Regions from separate parts of the Podarcis muralis genome. Here region 2 is linked to region 1. Evidence: chromatin contacts called from public Hi-C data. All regions are on one chromosome and are shown on one strand. Each heading gives the region's core, a stretch centred on a gene start, on an enhancer-like site or on the middle of the called end of the contact. The rest is flanking DNA. Distances are from core to core; before and after follow the strand shown.

What was found. A called contact is a pair of places that touch in the nucleus more often than the background predicts.
Region 2: a Hi-C map of tail shows a contact between it and region 1, with 3 times the contacts expected there. The contact joins the promoter of DENND2A here to the promoter of SLC37A3 in region 1. A contact is called at or near these places in 2 of 3 Hi-C or Micro-C datasets (blood and tail).

What each region holds. Positions count from the first base shown.
Region 1 is chr10:54,594,890-54,601,465 of rPodMur119.hap1.1, forward strand. It overlaps SLC37A3 (solute carrier family 37 member 3), which reads right to left and starts at 3,443. Exons shown (of 15, transcript XM_028747145.2): 1 at 3,339-3,443. It overlaps RAB19 (RAB19, member RAS oncogene family), which reads left to right and starts at 3,546. Exons shown (of 4, transcript XM_028747150.2): 1 at 3,546-3,746.
Region 2 is chr10:54,737,590-54,744,165 of rPodMur119.hap1.1, forward strand. DENND2A (DENN domain containing 2A) reads right to left here and starts at 4,166. Exons shown (of 20, transcript XM_077935056.1): 1 at 3,799-4,166.

The DNA of each region.
Region 1 (6,576 bases), core at 2,193-4,692:
TGGTCGTTAACCAATCAGAGTAAGTAGTTTCTAGGTCAAGCAGACCTGGGCTTTCTGCCAAGAGTAAATTGACACCAGCCTGAGTTAATTGTGCGAAGCTAGAATCTGCAAGTTTCCCACGAGAACCAATTAACAGAAACTGAACATAATAAGTTAACTGTTTATATTTGGAGAACCTTTCTGCTGTGCTTTATTGGAAGGAGAAAAATAATCATTTCCTTAATAACAATTTATTTAACTAAAGCAGTAACATTATAGCACATGTATCCATGTTTGTTAACTGATATGGTTAAACTTAAAAAAAAAAACTTAGACTGAGTTTTAGCACACATGAAAAACTTAAAACAAATCCTTATTTCCTGATGAATAGCCTTTGGACTATAATATAACTTAAACAGAAAACTATCTTTAGAAATATTTTTCCTCCAAAAGCATTTTATTTTAAAAATCTGATTTAAATAAAAAAAATCTGATTTAAATAAAAAAAATCCATTTAATATTTTTTTAAAAAAACCTTGATTTTTATCCACCTTCGTCCCCACTCTCTTTTGCATGTATGTTGTACTGTACACAGAAAGAGAACTCCCAAATAGGGCTACATCTGTGTCCCTGGCTACAGATTACATTCACTGCTTGAGACACAGCAGCTTCAAAACCACCCCCTGCCCTATGGCTGGAGTCTCCTAGAGAGAGACAGACAGGGAGAAAGCTGGAGGAGGCAACTGTTATTTGTCTAGGCTTATCTTATCTGTCCTTTAGTTGGCTGTTTTTTCCTAGAAGTTGGGAGGGGGAGAAGGAAAATGAGCTGCTAGGAAGAGATCTTCGAGGAGATAAGCCACAGACTGCCCCTGGATCTGTGGCCCTCCAGATGTTGGATTACATCACCCCCCCAGTGGTCAGAGATGATGGGGGTTGTAGTCCAGCAACATCTGGAAGGCCAAAGGTCAGCCACCTCTGCCTTAGGCAAACTACTATTCTCCCAACCTCAGTGTGCCCCCTCAAATCACTAATCCGGAAATAACACAATCATCCTACCTTACAGAGCTCTTGTTAAAGATTCACCATCTTGCCCAATATTCTTAAGGATTACTGAGGTGACATGTGCTATTCAGGTCTGAGTTGCTCTTTAGGGCTATCATGGGACAAATCCAGAGCTTCTAAGCTTCCCTTCTTCTGAGCCAAGGGCCATAAAGGAGAGAGAAAGAGCCTCAACAGATTGGGGTGGAGAAAGAAGGCTAAGCTTCTGAAGCATGGGCTAGATAGTCACCACTAATTATAATGTGAAGGTTGGCTTCACTCTGAAAGATGGGGTGGTCCTTAGAAGATCTATGGCTCAGTGGTAAAGCATATTCCTTACATACAGAAGGTCTCAGGTTCAGTTCTTGGCATCTCCAGGTAGGGCTGGGAGAGACCCCTGCCTGAGAGCTGCTGCCAGTTTGCGTAGACAATACTGAGCTAGATGGGCCAATGGTCTGATTGAGTTGGATAGCTTCCTGTGTTCCTTCTCTTGCTAGTCAACAGAGGAACCTTGCTGAAATCAGTTCTACTCCAGTAACATTGACAGAAAAACTATAAAAGCAAAGAATATCAAGGAGTTAGGTAGGACTGATTAAAGGAGTTCCATTTTGCTTCCTACTCACTTTGGCAGTAGGACGTTGTGGGAATTAACTAGATTTGACACAGGAGCATTTGGAAACAACCAGCTAAGAGCAGTCAAGACGCAGAAGGCGTCAGCAGCTCTGGCGATCACAAAGCACTTACTGGGTTAGGCCTGGATTTTCTCAAGCACAAAAAGCTTGCAGGAGGCAAAAATTCTGCCAGGAACGAACAGCTGAAGAATATCCCCTTCAATACTTATATGGAAAGCTACTGTATACTTTTCTGAGAATTGTACAGCACCCAACATTATCAAACACAGATTCACATTTGCACGACTCCACTACAGCATGTTGCTCCACAGCCCATGAAAATTGGGAAGGGTTCATAAGAGCTTGAAGGTATTGCCTTCCATCTCATCACACACTGCCTTATTAACTTGATTAAGACATGAAATATTTATCCAGTAGATGCTCCCCTGCAACTCATTTTCCCTCCTCCCTTCCAGAGCTTGCTGTAACCATATTTCCATGTTATGGCCGCATCAAGGTTAACTGAGGTTAAAGCTAACAGGATTGCTTCCAATCCATTAAGTAAAATAATGGTTTGGTACCAGCTTGCAAACCAATGTCTCGGGTTGTCTTCACTGCAGTTAGCCCCCAATGCAGAACTTAACTATTAAATCCACAGAGTGGCATTACCTTTATTGGAAACTACCAAAAAGTTTTTTGTTTTTTTAGGGTGGCAAGTTCTTCATCAGACAAAATACTACACAAGACAAGGGGTGACTGCATGGAAAAATAACAAAAGAACCAAACTATGGTTACAGCAAGCCGAAGAAGGGAGGCAGGAATTCATACAAAAGAGGGAAGTTGGCAGCAGAAAGGAACCACAAAGGCCTGCGGTGCACCTCCAATCTCCGTACTATTACTTGAACCAGATTGGTGCCAGCAAGTAGCTAATATCCCCCAAAATGATCCTGGTCCCATCTGGGAACAAAGATCTGATTGATAAGACTGACTGGACATGTCTTAAAGCACCCCAAGAATTAGCTGCCCCTTTTTGCCAGGAAATACTTGAGGTACTCTTGCTTCCTCGCCACTCAAGAGCAGCAGCATTCCAAATAACAGAAAACATTCCCTTGAAATAAATGCCCAACACCAACCGAAACACTTGTAAATTGCTGGCGGGATTACAACTTGACCAGGCTTAGGCTAAAAACCCTCTTTTGTCTGTTTAATTCGAGAATAAATACAGAAATCCCAGACTTGTTTGCTTTCCTCCGGCTTTTAACTCACATGCCTCCAGAGCAGCATTCCCTCCTTAACCTTAGCATGCCTTGCAAACCTAGTCCCGACAAGGAAATAGGACTCCACCTGCTCAAACGGCTACGTGGCAGGAGGTTAAAAGGCACCCAGGGCCAGCACAACAAGCAACAGCAGCTTCGGGCCATTTCCCGCTGAAGCCACGGCAAGGCGGACCCGCGTGTCCCAGGGCACGTCTGAATCCGGCCTGACCCGAAAGCAGGAGTCTTTCCTCCTTGCTTTCGAATAATAATAATAATTTTTAAAAATCACATTCAAGGACAATGACTCAAGAAACCTCGCAAACCCGGCCGTGAGCGTGGGCTTGAGCCGCCCCTGCCTCCCTCGCCTTCCCCAGCCCTCGTCCCCCGACCACGCCGGGGCTCCTTCCCTTCCCTCCTCGCAGCCCCCGGGAGCCTCCACGTAAACACCGCTCACCTGCCCGCATTTCCAAGGCAACTTCCAGGAAGTCACGTGAGAGCCTCCTCTTCCGAGCCGGCGCCGCTCGCGCGCCACCTCTCCCGCTCCCTCGCCAGCTCGGGCCGCGGCCCCGCCCACCTCGCCGTCGCGGTGCACTCTGGGAGTCGTAGTCCTCCTTCTCCTCCCTGCTGCCTCGTGCTTCTTAAGCTCGCGAGGGCGGCGGTGAAGCTGCTGCCGCCGGAGCCGGCAGCTCACTAAGTTGCTTTCGATGGGCTGCGTTGTGGCGTCGTGGGATCGGGCCGCGCAGTGCCCCTGCGAGGCTGGAAAAGCCTTTGCCTGTTTCCTTCGGGGAGCAAAGCAGCGATTAACTACAAAACAACCACCACCATCTCAAACCCCGTTGAACTGAAGACGACTGACTTCAGAGTAAACATGCATAGGATCGGGCCGTCGTTTTGCCACTGTCCAGAAGCTGGGAGGGCGAGGGCGCCTCGCCAAATCTTGCTCATTTACCCGGGAGTAAGAATAGGCATTTAATAAGAGATATATTTCCAACAAACTTTTAAAAACTGCTGTGCGTTTCAGTAGCTGCCTATCACTTAGAAATCCACCAAGTTGTTGTTGTTATTGTTATTATTATTATTATTGATTGAATTTATTTACTGCCGTATACCCGGAGGTCTCAGGGCGGTTCACAGAATACGATAAAAATATAAAACCGCAAAATACATAATCAAAATAAAAACAACAACCCAATAACACACACACACCCTCCATTTAAGAGCATAGGATCCTCACAACATTTAAAGTAGTCTCCATCTCTGCATCTCTACCTGTGGAATGCCTGCCTTCTGCTATGCATCTCTGAGAGGTGCAAACTTTCCAGTTGCACAGAAATCTTTACCAATAGGAGTGGAAATGGAGCCAGTGAATGGACTGTTAAAAACACACACACACAAACCTCTTACCGGTTTCTGCAGTTATTGCGCTAGAAGGGATTTTACCTTTTGAGATTAAACAGCTCATCCTAGGGGGATACCACAGTCCCATTCCCCCACCCCTGCAAGGCTTCTGTGCTCCTAACAGTGATATGAAAGGCAGAATTTCAACTGGCACAGCTTTTTCCTGACATGGACATGCAGCAAAAGGAATGGCTCCAGCCTCCACCTGACAGAGCTTCAGTCCATTTTTAGATAGTGAGAACCTCAGTAGGCATAGCCCATAGGTGTATGAGGAAAAACCCACAGAATTTGCAGAGCAGGAAGAAAAGGTGGATATCATAGTTTCTTTCTGCTGCTAGATTTGAACAATGGTTCTCTTCTGCATAACTTATTAATTATTTGACAGCTTGCTTCTCTCTTGGAGTCTAGAGACCTGTATCGGTTACTTGACTGCTGTGGGAGAAAAATTCTCAGTGCAGTTTGCAGGGGGAATATTGTTATTCTTAAATGTATAGCCAAACCAGATGCATATTTGATGTTAGTAGTAAATTAGGCTTAATAATGCAAGAAGCATCGTTACCAAAGCAAGGCTCTATGGACCTGAAAGCACATGCTACTGACTACAATAGCAATTCTGACTCAACATGTATAGGATTGGACTGGATAATTAACGAGGAAGTTGAGTTTTTTCTTTTAAGATATCAGGCCTGTGCTTTACTTCTCTGTACTCTCAACACGTTGTTCGGTCCCAGCACCTGCCAACCTAGCAGTTCGAAAGCACTCCCGGGTGCAAGTAGATAAATAGGGACCGCTTTCTAGCGGGAAGGTAAACGGCGTTTCCGTGTGCGGCTCTGGCTCGCCAGAGCAGCGATGTCACGCTGGCCACGTGACCCGGAAGTGTCTCCGGACAGCGCTGGCCCCCGGCCTCTAGAGTGAGATGGGCGCACAGTCCTAGAGTCTGTCAAGACTGGCCCGTATGGGCAGGGGTACCTTTACCTTTACCTTTTTACTTTCAACACAAGTGGCTTCTCACTTTTGATCCTGTTTCAGAAAGTTGTGCAGACTTAAACTCTTTGTGTAGTGCAATCCTGCAAATGCCCAAGGCTGCAGTCCTATACAGTGGTACCTCGGATTACATACGCTTCAGGTTACATACGCTTCAGGTTACAGACTCCGCTAACCCAGAAATAGTACCTCGGGTTAAGAACTTTGCTTCAGGTTGAGAACAGAAATCGTGCTCTGGCAGCGCGGCAGCAGCAGTAGGCCCCATGAGCTAAAGTGGTGCTTCAGGTGAAGAACAGACCTCCAGAACGAATTAAGTACTTAACCCGAGGTACCACTGTATTGGATCCACTTACCTAGGGGTAAGCTTCCCCATCCCTTGAAAAACAGTGGCACTTACCTCTTAGTGGCCAAGTGCAGAATGTTGCTGTTGGTTTCTTTATGACTGCCTGACAATGATTCACTTTCCAGCATTCATGTCATTCAGAGAAATACAACACTTCCTTTGCACTGAGTTAGGAAGTGGCTTTCATATACAGCTGTATACGAGTGCTTCTCTGGGGGTTGGTGCTTCAACGAAGTAGTTAAAGAAAAGCTCAAGGACTGAGCTGGGTAAGATTCATTTTATAAACAGAATAGCCTGAAGACGTTGAACTTGTAGAACTACATTTCCCATCAGGCTGCAAGCAAGCCCAGGAAAGGTGGGAGGGGAATACAAAGAGAGCTATACCTGGCCGTGCAGGTAAGAGAAAAGGGTGAACAACAGGTGAACAAAAGTTGGTGTCGAGGTTTACTACTGCTTTAAGATATTGCAGAGGGTTTTAATGTTTTACTGCATTGAGCAATGACTGTCCCTTCTGTGGTCTGAGGAAGGGAATTTTTTGCTGGAGCAAGAGTTGAAAGGAGGAATTGTGGAAAGGGGAACTGATGGTGGCTTCGAAGTTACGCTCGCTGTGATAACGAGGAAGCAGTTCTGCAAGGGGGCAGGCGCTGGAAAGAAAGGTTTCTCTTTGTTACTGATAAACCGAGGAAGGGAAAATACAGGAGTGTGTGGGCTGGAAAAACTGCTCTTTCTCTCTGCCGCTCATGCCGGTCCTAATGACTTATAAATGCACACTTTCTACCTGTTGTCCTTGGGTGTAAAAAGATATCTGCTCACCATGAGAGAATAGCTTCTTTGTGACAGTAGTGCTGACAAGACAGTGCCTACTTGTTCTAATTTTTCTCCCAGCAAAAGCTGACCTCTCAGTACTGTGGATTATATGGATCGTGCTTTCTCAAGAGTGTCATGATAAAGAGGTTGCTCCATGCTA
Region 2 (6,576 bases), core at 2,916-5,415, 140 kb after region 1:
CCTGTAAATCAGGGGTGAGGCATCTCAGTCCCAGGGGCCAAATGCAGCTTCCAGGCCTCTATCTGGCCCTTGGGAATCTCTACAGGCCGTCTGAAGGCCAGACCACCCGCTGGCCCTGCTCTGCACCTGCAAATGCTTTGGGGATTGGCTGGAGCGCATCCTGAAAGTATGATGATGCCTTTTGCTTTAAAGTTAATTTTCTCTTACTTACAGAGATTGCACATTGAACCAAAACTAAAACTTGTTAGGTATTTTGCACTAATACTGACTGGAAAAAATCACTGCCCTCTCCATTTTTTTCTTAGCAAAGTGGTCTAGATGTCACACTGGAAAAAGCCAAAACGCCATCCACAAATTGGCAGAGAGGAATTGCTACATCGCCGCAAGCAGCTGGGTCTTGCCCAGGGCAGTGTGCTCCTTCAACGGACCTTGCCAAACAAGGGAACAGGCAACCATGAATAAAAGCTTTGGTCTCTGAAAAATACAGTGCCAGATCTTAGGCCACGAAGGAAGCATCACAGAAGGTTTGTTCAATCAATCGCTTCCACGGGGCACTTTCTGCAACAGATTGCAAGGGAGGCAAGGTGCAGTGAGGGTTTGGCTACCATAATCAGTTCACTCCTTTTGTTGTAGATGCCTCCACAGTTTATATGTGAATGGGAAAGACATATTAATAAAAGGAGCATGGCTCTGCCCAGTCATATCTTCTTTAACTCTTAACACCCAGATGAATGCCACAAAAAAAGTACAGGGAATGGTTTAAGCGTCTGTGATGCAATTAAAGAAAAACAGATTTTATCCAGGTAAGTGCCTAGACAGGAGACAGTCCTTCCTCACCATGGAGTTTCTAACACAAGCAATGCCAATGTGATGTCTTCCAGATGCTGTTAGACTTCAACTACCAACATCCCCAACCAGCATGGCCAAAGGTAGAAATATATAGAGGACAAGATTCATGGGAGCTGCAGCCCCACAACATCTGGAGAATGTAATAGCGGCCCCCCTCCTGCTGCAAAAGCATTGCAGCAAACTAGTGATGCTACCTAAAAGAATGTTTCTGACTATCCATTGCACCACATAAAATAAAGGCTCAACGATGGCTGGAAGCACACCCAACTTTATCCTGGCACCTGTCTTCCCTAGGCCTACTAATATGTGGGCAGTTTCACCAGGGTTACAAGCAAGGAGTTGATGCTGGACCAACACATCAGCGTCAAAAGCATGACGACAGCAACTCTCCTGGGTTCTTAATCCACCCAAGCCAATGCAAGGACAAGGCAGCTAGTTAATGGCCATCATTTAAAGGGCACAATTAGCTGGGAAGCTAATGGGCTTACCAACCACAACCAAATCCCAAGTGCCACGGAAAATATTTCATAGTATATGCCCCATGTTGAAACAACTATTGAAGATTATTCAGAACGCACACACAGAGGAGTTTCTTCTTTTTCCTTCAATTTGTACAGCACATGGATATTTAAAAAAGTAATAGTAACTAAGTTCAGTCACACCCATCAATTATCTAGTGCCACCAATGAGAAGCAATGTTCATTTCCAGCTTGCCAAAAAGCACCAAGCATGTATGTTAAGATTAAGGGAATATGATATTGTGTTGACTTTGGATTGAAGTTTATACTATGAGAAGGATGAAAATCAGCCACTACTACAGCCCTCAGCTCCAAGAGACCCCCTGCCCCACCCCAAAACAAAATTATTACTACTTTCCCTCTCTATAATTTGGGCAGAAAAAAATGTGTCTGTCTCAGTTGTTCCACTTTGGAATCTGGTGCTGGAAATTTAAAGCTTCTCAAAAAAATATGGAACATTTCATAGCTACATCCAAGACGAAGCTCTGTTGTGATGCAAGCACCACCGTCGCAATTTTCTAGACAATGGAAATGTGCCATTTGCTACTATATACATGCGTAATTTTTTTTTTTAATTTTTTTTTGAGTGGGTAAAATACTTTACAGCCATACAATCCCACTCCCCTCTATGGTAGTCAATTGATCCCATACTGTGGTTGGATCTAAAGGCCACAGATTACTCTACTCTAAACACCGAGTCACTTGGGGGCAGAAGATCCAAGGTATGCCTCCATGGTAAAAAATAAATTGTATAATTTATTTTAAAAATGAACAAAATGATATTTTGCTGCCCTTTAAAACAATACTGTACAAAACCTGCTTGAGGCAGGTCACCTCACATTGTCCAATGGTAGGAATGGCCATGGATTAACTTGGAGACTAAACAATCCATTTGTGTAAAATTAGAGCATTGTCCACTGAACTACAGCAAGTTCTGGTGTCGTCCTTAGAAGAAATGTGTATTTTTTGGGGGGGGGGGGGGATGGAGGGGAAGAGATTGGATGGATGGGCCCTACGCCAGGAAGTTAAAATGGCATTGTACAAACTGTTCATCAATCCCAGGGTGTAACTTTGCTTTCCAAGTGAATTGAGAAATTTGGGGGTTATTACACAACCATTCCGTTTTTTAAAACCTAGTGAATTACACTTGAGGTTTTTTCCTGCAGTCCCCCCATTATTTTTTTACAATCTTTTTTTAAAAAAACAAGTTATCCCTATTTTTTATAGCAGGCTTGTGAAGACCTTCGCCAAGCCTCTCTCTTTTTAACAAGATGAACGGAGAGAAGATGGATTATTTCCATGCAAGGATTTACTCATCACTTCAGTTTACCTTCCATCGAAAGAGAAAAAAACCTTACAGAACAGTGTGATATGAAACATCTAATTGGACTCAATTCTCTAAATAGGGTTTAAAAGTTAATAAAACTAAAGCACACTGCAGTAAGATTGAACAGACCTGGAATCAGCTAGGATGAACCTTTTATCTGCTGCTCCTGAAAACGGAAAGGCAAACTCAGCAGCTTTTATGCCAGAAAGTTTTATCTGCATTCCTAAGAGCACCGAAAATGTAGCCGAAAAGGGAGGAGGGTTTCCCCACGCCCAACTGGTGTGACCCACACAATTCCTCTTAGCCAAGCCTGTGGATTTGGTAAGGAGACTTTCCCTTCTTTGATGGGGGCGGGGGGGGGGTAATCCAACAAGATTCTGTGGCATTTTGAAACCCGTGCTTTTGAGGTAGCCATTTCCATGACGATTCACAGCTTTTCGCAATAAGTCACCCTTTCTCCACTGTGGAAACGTCTCCCGCCTTCAAGCGAGTCAGAATACCGCCAGGTCTCCATAAATCCCAATGGATAACCCTGCAGATCACTTCCAAACGATCCCGCCACTAGGAATTCACGCGCAGATTTCCAGAGGGCAACCCGACCCGCTCTCCTCCTTTTCGATCCTCCTCTTCTAAGCCAAAAGCTTAGAGACCATTAGTCAACTACGGGCAGCAGCGGTGCAGTTAGGCACTACTTTTTTTAAAAAAAACCCTCTGGATTTAAGGATCTTCGCAAAAAGGGGTGTTCTTCGGATGCTCACATGCATTTCTTCACGTACTGTACTGTAGTTCCCCATGCGGTCCGCCAGCCCAGCTGCGGAGAGTGGGGAGCAGTGCCTTCCTGCTGAAGGGGGCTCCTGCCCCACACCACCGTCCTGCCCGCCCACCACCACACCAACTAACCACGGGGTGTCACCTCCCCCCCCCCCGCAAGCCAAAAGCGACCCGGTCATTTTGCACAAGCAGATCCCCTCCCCCCACCGCGCAAACCTTGAAGGGATCCCAAGACAGAGCCTTCCCCTACCCCCCTCCCACCACAAGCTGCAGGATTTGGCACATGAAGCCAGACCCCCCCCCCTAAAAAAAGAAACCCCCCCCCCCGCCTACCTACCTTGCTCAATGGCAGTAGCCGGCCTGTCCCCCCATCTGCCTTCTGTTCTCATCTTGGGAAACTCCAGCCTGGCGACTCCAGCAGCAGCAGCAACAGCAGCAGCGACCGAAGCAGCCTCTGCTTGCATAGTTCCCTTTGCTCTGCTCTGCTCGCCCCCGCCGTAGTTCCTCCCTTTTGTTAACAGAGCCCCCTCACGGATTTTTAAAGGATTTCCCTCTCTCTTTGCAACCCCGTCTGCTCCATTAGAAAGGATCAGCTTCTTCCACGGCGAAATCTTCCCAAGTTTCCCTTTCCCTCCTCTTGCTGTCGCTGCTGCAATTCTCTCCCCCCCCCTCAAAAAAAACCCATCAGCTGCTTTTCTCCCCGCCCCCCATCCCGACCGCTTCTTTTCCTGACTTTATGGCGGTCTCTCTCTTCCTTCCCCCTCCAAATCCTAATACCACCTCCTTTCTTTTTCCCCTCCCCCTCTTTTCTTTTCTCCTCCTCCTGTGTCTTTCTTCCCACCCTTCCCTAGCCTGACCCATCCTGACTCTTTCCCAGTGAGCTAATCTGCAGCTGGCTGAAGAGCAGGCCGCATTGCCATGGCAACCCAAAATACTCGAGGATTTACGGGGTGGGGAGGGCCGCAAACAGGACCTGCTGGGGGACAACATTTGGGGGTCAGGGTGTGGTGGGGAACTACGGAAGGGGGCTATCCGTTTCAGTTCCTCCACTTCTGCCATAAAAAAAATCATAAAAAACCAATTTATTACTATTATTATCACGTTTCAAGTGCATCCCAAGCCAAAGCTGCTTTGCAAAGTTGCTCAGAGGACTTTTATCAAAATTAATGTTTCCCCTGCTGCTAAAGATCCATGCTGGAGAACACTTATTCTCAGATTATTTACCTTGAAAATGATGTAGCCACATATATAGCCGTAAACACACACACACACACACACACACACACACACACACACAGCCATAAGAGGAGTGAAATAATTCATTTCTTCAGGAACTGTTTATGTATGGCATAAGGACTGTGGCTCCACAGAAATGGAAGCATGCCCAGATTTCTTGGGGTGGGGGTGGGGAGATGAGGGGCAACGCGCCCTGGAGATATTGGGGAATTGCGCTGGTGGTTTACTGGGAAGAGATCTTAAAAGTGGTGCACTCTTGATATATTCCAGGTCCCTTCCTGGATAAACATATCAGATTGCCATTTGCCAAGCTGTAATTCATCACAAGGTACATATAACCATTTGGAAAGCTGGTGGTGATATCCTGCCAAGCAGCGAGACGGCATCCCCATATTTTTGATTAGGTGAATACAGGCAGTTAGAAAACACTACAATTAATGTGGTTCCGTTACAAAATGCGTTAAGTGGTTTTCTCACTGTCTCTGGCGGCACAGACACCATGCATTTAAAACACATTTGCCACCCATCCCGCAAAGAATCCTGGGAACTATAGCTAGTAAAAGCGGTTTGGGATTGTAGCTCTGTGCAGGATAAACTTCAGTTCTAAGGATTGGGGGGGGGGGGCTTTAAATACACAGCACCTCATCTCTCTCGCATACTCCATCTCTCTGGTTATAATTTCCACTAGGGTATTCATCTATAAAATCATTTACATGCCACCTTTGGGGTCATAGCCTACCGTACAATGTCATAAAAACTAACATTGCAATGGGCAGCCATGTTGGCCTAACCTGGGGATAGAGCAGATGCAAAAGGTCCCAGGTGTCTGCAGGTAGGGCTGAGAGAAACTCCTGCTTGAAACAACCACTGCCAGCCCGTGTCAACAATACTAAGTTCAATGGGCCAATGACAGCTTCCTAGGTTCCTATTGCAGTCAAGAAGGTTTGGGGGTGGGGAAGTGTCTTGTTGTACCTTGAAGTCTTAAATTTATTATGCCACAACCTTTCAGAAAATGAAATTATTCAAGAACCAGTAGGGTAACTTTTCACCTCCAAGTGCCCTTTGTTGCCAACCTGAACAACTGAACTTCAGAAGGGATTGGCACTGACCTAAAACCCCCACATATATACCAAGCTGACAAAATGGCAAGATAATGTGTAAGTTGACCACCCACCCTTTGTCCTCTGCCCTCTTCCCCTACCTTTGGATATCATATTGTTTTACATTTTTCATTGAACGCAACCAAAAGACTTTATAATCTGAGAGAGAGAGAGAGAGAGATTGCACATTCTTTGTAGTTCATAGAAATCTTTTAATACAAATTATTTCAAAAAAATAAAAAGGGAGACTCCAATATGAAAGTGCCAAATTACAGCTTATCAGTAAATTCAATCCTGAAACCTGTGGCTTGAATTGTACTGTTTCCTGCCTCATTGATTAAATTGAATTAATTAAACAATTAACTAATTTTAGCAATGTTAAAGGCATCGGGCTCTTCTGCATTTCTTCTGCATTCCTCCCTTCCCTAAATCAAGGCTTCTGGCATGGAAACAATTGGCTAGGAGTGACGCTGTCCTACTGATCTTCACAAACTGAAGATAAAGCACCAGTGCTGTTACTATACTTCTGCTGGGGCTTAATGACATATCAAACCCTACATAAGGTTCTATGATCGCCATCTACTGGAACTAGTCACAACTCCAGGATACTGTACAGTACTTCTATTCAATACAGGGTGCTTTCAGCCTATCACTCTTCTGCAGGAGAGATTCTAGCTTATAATAGAACTTTAGGCTTATGCCATTAAAGTAGTTTAATGGGCTTTGTCGCCCTTGCACAGCTGTGGGGAGCCTTTGACCCTCCAGTCGTTGCTGA